Regions from separate parts of the Mus musculus genome. Here region 1 is linked to region 2. A link is a contact called in public Hi-C data. All regions are on one chromosome and are shown on one strand. The core of a region is the stretch at or near the end of the contact, and the rest is flanking DNA. Distances in the headings are between cores, read along the strand shown.

Region 1 (2,700 bases), core at 15-2,514, 320 kb after region 2:
TTCAGGGGGCAATTGTACAATCTGTTACATGGGAGGGGACAAGGAGAGCAAGGGATGGAGAACAGGGCTCTGGGTCAGAAGGCCACAGTTTCAATCCTGGACACATATTTACAGGTTGAGACACATGGATGTCTTATTTCTGGACACACATTTATGGGTTGAGACACATGGATGTCTGTCTTATTTCTGTCTTTCTGTACCTCTGCATCCCCCTCCGCTGTAATATGGGGACTGGAACACTGTTGACCTCATGGAGTTGGGCTACCATCTGAGTGCTTGGGACAGTGACTGTCCTGTGTGATGCAGCCATTAAGTACAAGTTGTCATTGCTACAAAGTAGGTTCTGCTCAGGACCAGGGAACAGAGGGCTTTGGGGGCACTAACGGCATCAGCCTTCACTGGGACGATGCTTAGAGCCTTCTCAAAATAAGTAAGAGCTGAAAGCCAGGGCAATGCCATGTTCTCATTCTTCCTTTTCTTAGAGGCTTGGAACTGATACCACCCTGGAGAGGCCCTAAAATCCTTAGACACCACCACTACCAACAACAATGGTGTTAGAGGCGCACGGGGGTGCAGCACAAGGGTATATAGTACTTGAAGGCTTGTGAAAAGCAATCTGCTCATCACTAAAGTTCAATCACCAATAGACACGGCAATGGAGACAGACTTCTGGGCAGGTAGTGAGCACCAGGTGGGTTTATTTCAGAGCCAAACAGTCCTGAAACATACAATAAACCATGACGCTCATCTTAGCAATGAAGAACACAAATGAAGACTGTCCAGATTGTCTGATTGGTGCCAGGACATGATGTCAAGTTCAACTGTCAAACTGCTTGGACTGCATCTAGGACATTGGGTATGCACACCTCTGGATGTGTAGAGAAGGCCTGTCCCAGATGTGGGCACAGCCATCCCATAGGCTGGGGCCCCACCAGTGCCAGAATCTTCTTTCTCTGCTTCTCAGCCACAGACCAACTTGGCCCTAGACCCCTCCCTGATGTGTCATGCTGAACCCATGAGCCAAAATAAGTCTTTCCTCCCCTAAGTTGCTTCTCTCAGTATTTGGTCACATGCATGATCATCTTCCTGTCAAAGCTGATTTCTCGTTAATGAATTCAGAAGCAGTTACATTCTACAAGCTGAACCCTTCCTTTGAGTTCTAGTGTGAAAATAATTTTAAGACTGTGTCATCCCAAAGCCCTGCCTGGGGTAACGAGGAATGCAGATGGTGGTGGCCCTGTCCCTGGGGCCCTGTAGAAACCAGGCAGCTCACAGAGGAGGAGTGTGAGGACGGCAGCGGAAGCTGGGCCCTTCCTGCTGAGCTGGCAGATGGCTGCTGGGACAAAGAGGAAAATTAATTTTCCTGAATGGCACCGAGTTATAGCAGCTGACATCTGCAGGAAGAAGGCTTGGCCAGCCCTGGGGAGGGAAGAAGGCTTTTTCCCCTACTGTAAGAATTCTGTAGGCATCAAAAGATCTGGAAATGCTGTAGGCAAATGTGACCAATGCCATTAGTAAAGAGAGCATGTCTTAAGTGGCAGCACCTAGTGGGCTCTAAAACACATCTATACCATGAAGATCAGTTGTTCCACCTCTAGCATTTTAAGCATTTCATGTTTAAGCAACTCTGCAGCAGACAGTAATCACAGGTAAATGTCTACTGTTTTAAAGGCCCTTTTTGATTACAGACAGGTCACCGATTTGCACTGGCTCTTTGGACCCAATACCCTTACCTTTCCAGTACCCACCCAGCACTCATGCTGGCATTCCTTTTGTACTGGCTGGTTTTATGTGTCAACTTGTCACAGGCTGGAGTTATCATAGAGAAAGGAGCTTCAGTTGAAGAAATGCCTCCATGAGATCCAACTATAAGGCATTTTTTCAATTAGTGATCAAGAGGGGATGGCCCATTGTGGGTGGTGCCATCCCTGGGCTGGTAGTCCTGGGTTCTATAAGAGAGCAGGCTGAGCAAGCCAGGGGAAGCAAGCCAGTAAAGAACATCCCTCCATGGCCTCTGCATCAGCTCCTGCTTCCTGACCTGCTTGAGTTCCAGTCCTGACTTCCTTTGGTGATGAACAGCAATGTGGGAAGTGTAAGCTGAATAAACCCTTTCCTTCCAACTTGCTTGTTGGTCATGATGTTTGTGCAGGAGTAGAAACCCTGACTAAGACACCTGTAGACACATGACAAATTATGAATTCAGCTCAGCATCCCCTGAGAAGCGCACTGGTACAGATAATGTCCAGAGCACACTTGGGTTAAGTGGCTAGGTCAAAGCCATCCACGCAAGTAGGTGAGTGGACAGGCCGGAGTTCAAGTCCAAGCAGTCTGACTCCAGCCCCTGCCTTGACTTCCCCACTGGGCTTAGGGCATCCCCTCAGCAAAAGTCTGAGAAAAGAGAGGGAGTAACCCAGCTTCTAAAATGGCAGCCTGGCTCTTCCTCTATAAGAGCTAAGAGCTCTCCCCTCTGCCCCAACTCCCGGAACCTCCCAGCAGGCCAGGCTCCAAGGCCACTGGAGAACAAAGCCACACCAAAATTCTGTGCCCCAAGCCTGAGATTTTGAAGACCTCTGGAGATTACTCTAGACCAGTGCTCTCAATCTTCCTAGCGCTACAGCCCTTTAATACAGCTCCTCATGTTGTGGTGACTCCCAACCATCACATTATTCTATTGGTACTTCACATCTGTAATTTGGCTAC
Region 2 (2,700 bases), core at 181-2,680:
TTGGCTCAGGACTCTGATACCATTCTAGGCTGGGCTCCTCTGACCTCAGTTCAGACAGTGCATGGTGCACTGATTAAGGACCTGTAAGGAAGGATGGGGATGCACTGACGTTTGAGCATCGCCCAGGAACTTGCAAAGAGCTTCTTAGCAGCAACTTAGTGTTGCTTTTCCAGTCTCCTGGGAGTGGGTGGGGTGGTGGCTGCTGTGTATGTAATGATTAGCAACAAAGACTCCAAAGCCAGAGAGTGTGAACTGGGTGGCTCCTACCCTCTCTGGCTCTTTTATCTGTGTTTGTTTGTTTGTTTGCTTGTTTGTTTGTTTTTCGAGACAGGGTTTCTCTGTATAGCCCTGGCTGTTCTGGAACTCACTCTGTAGACCAGGCTGGCCTCAAACTCAGAAATTCTCCTGCCTCTGCCTCCCAAGTGCTGGGATCAAAGGCATTCGTCACCACTACCTAGCGTTTTTATTTTTTTTAAAGACAGGGTTTTACACTCTAGCTCAGCCTAGCCAGGAACTCACTATGTAGCCCAGGCTTCCCTCTCCTGTGATTTCAACCCTTTCAAATGCTAGAATTATGGACATGAACCACCACACATGGCTCTTTGATTATCTTTAATTTAAAGATACCTGCCTCTTTCGCATGTTATGAAAAATTTCGGTGTTAATATATGCACAAAGGCAGCTAGTCCAGGGCTGGACTCACCTCAGCTCTAGCTACTGTATCAGTATTGGTTACTATAGATTTCTGAGTGCCCAGAGCCCAGGGCCAGGGCTGGTCTGGAAATTCACATAACTGAGCTGAGTGAGGAGTGGCAACAATCATGGGGCTTTCGAAGGAAAATCTCCTAAGCTGGCTTTTCTGGGGTGGAGGCAGCAAGGCGGCAGGTTCTGTAGCTTCATGGTGTTTTACAGTGTGACTCATGGCAGATGTTTTCATGGGGTTCAGCAAAGAGGGGTACTGTAAGGTGTCCTGAAGCCACACCTCCTGTACTGGGCAGGGCTTCTTCTAGGCTGGGGTCCAGGGAGATTGGGGTCAGGCCAGAACTCCCTGTCTCCCTCAGAAAGAACTTGGGAGGCAGTTACTAGCTTACATCACTCTGTCATCTGTCTTTCTCCATTTCTCATCCTTCCCTCAGACTCTTAGAGACATAGATACATATTTAAATTTTTAATTGACACATAGCAATTATACAGATTTGTGAGGTACAGTGTGACATTTCAACAAGTACTTGGTGTATAATGAGCAGGTCAGGTAGCCTGCCTTGTACCTGAAACTGTTACCCTGACGTATAGTAGTAAGTCTTGTGAATGAATCACCCTTCATTCAGGCTCAAGTGGGAAGTAAATTGGCTTCCTCCTTCAAATGACATCAGAATGTAGAATGGGGCTGTGGAGGGCGCTGGTGTTGGGGTGTTTGGGAGGAAGAAACACTCTCTTCGAAAGCAGGAAGCCTTCCAGGTGGCTGGATGGGCTATGTGCTCTGTGCTCATTTCCTGCATGCCCCAGGCCGAGGAGCAAATGAAATGAAGACATTTCTTCATGGGTGCTTTATTGTCTTTTAAGTGATGCTGCAGACTGGATTTAGCTGGTCTTGTGATGACTCTTAGCCCACAAAGTGTTTTTGCTTAGTCATATCATTAAAGAAGCTGATTGAAGAAATAGCCCTCTACACAATAAGCCTATATAAAGCTTACGTTTGGAAAGCATTTTGTACCAGGTTTAAAGATTAGTAAGCCCCGATGGAGTGGATGTGTCAGCTGAGGTTTATCTAACTTTATTAACAGTTTAGATCACCCCAGTGAGGACCAGCATCAGCCTGAAGTCTAACATAAAACTATTTTGGATTCCATTCACTGGCTTCCTCACAGGAGGCAAAGAGATTTAATGATGTTAAAGCGCAGGGTCATTGGACACTGAAGCATTTGCCACATCAAATACCTTTTAGTGAAGGAAAAAGGAAGGAAGGAAGGAAATGGGGAGGGAAGAGGACAGAGGAGGGAGAGAGAGAGAGGGGAACAGAGATTCTAATGATGAATTTCTTTAGAATTAAATTTTAAGGTTAGACACGGTCTAGTAAGTTGTGGGTCTCCACCCCTCCAGTGGGGGTTGAACAACCCTTTCATAGGGGTGGCCTAAGATATAGGAAATATCTGATATTTACATTACGATTCAGTTATGAAGTAGCAACAAAAATACGTTATGGTTGGAGTCAGCACAATGAAGAACTGTCTTAAAAGGTCGCAGCATCAGGAAGCTTGGGAACCCATGGTCTAGTATTTCCTGAAGGTGTGCTTTTGGAAAATAAGATTTAAGAAGTGCTTTCCTAAAACAAGTTCCCAACTGCCCCAGAGACTCTCTTAGCTCCCAGGTCCCCTTCCAGGGTCCGATGGCTTGTTCCCTGGTTGGCCGGAATTCTAGTCCTGTGAGTACTAAGGGAATTTAGCTTGCAGAAAGATAAGAGAGTTGCCCTTGGCACCTGAGGGCTGCCCTGGAGAAAGACTAGATTTGCTGTGGATACCCAAGAAGTAGAACTGGGTAAAGGGTGGGTGTGGATCTAGGGGAAAATGTTCTTCGGGTACATCTCCCTAGGGACAGTGATGTCATCTCCCCCGTGATGGCTTATTTTAACTGAGGCAAGACATCTTGGCCAGCAGGCTGGAGGAGGGGGTGCCAGCCCTGGATGAAAGCCAGCTTTGGGCT

What was found. A called contact is a pair of places that touch in the nucleus more often than the background predicts.
Region 1: a contact with region 2 is called in a Hi-C map of bone marrow-derived macrophages, with 18 read pairs. The contact joins two enhancer-like sites. A contact is called at or near these places in 2 of 484 Hi-C or Micro-C datasets (Th2 cells and bone marrow-derived macrophages), 1 of 115 datasets of contacts at active chromatin or transcription factors (astrocytes) and 1 of 9 other capture datasets (embryonic stem cells).

Annotation. Positions count from the first base shown.
Region 1 is chr16:30,991,482-30,994,181 of GRCm38.p6, forward strand. All of the region lies in intron 3 of Xxylt1 (xyloside xylosyltransferase 1), which reads right to left. Among named protein-coding and RNA genes, the nearest start is that of Gm15742, 16 kb to the left of the region's middle. Within about 2 kb of position 1,265, at least 22 of the 459 cell types and tissues checked have an H3K27ac peak or open chromatin away from gene starts, as enhancers often do. A contact at or near this core is called in bone marrow-derived macrophages, where this site is marked.
Region 2 is chr16:30,674,646-30,677,345 of GRCm38.p6, forward strand. No RefSeq gene overlaps it. Among named protein-coding and RNA genes, the nearest start is that of Fam43a, 76 kb to the left of the region's middle. Within about 2 kb of position 1,431, at least 23 of the 459 cell types and tissues checked have an H3K27ac peak or open chromatin away from gene starts, as enhancers often do. A contact at or near this core is called in bone marrow-derived macrophages, where this site is marked.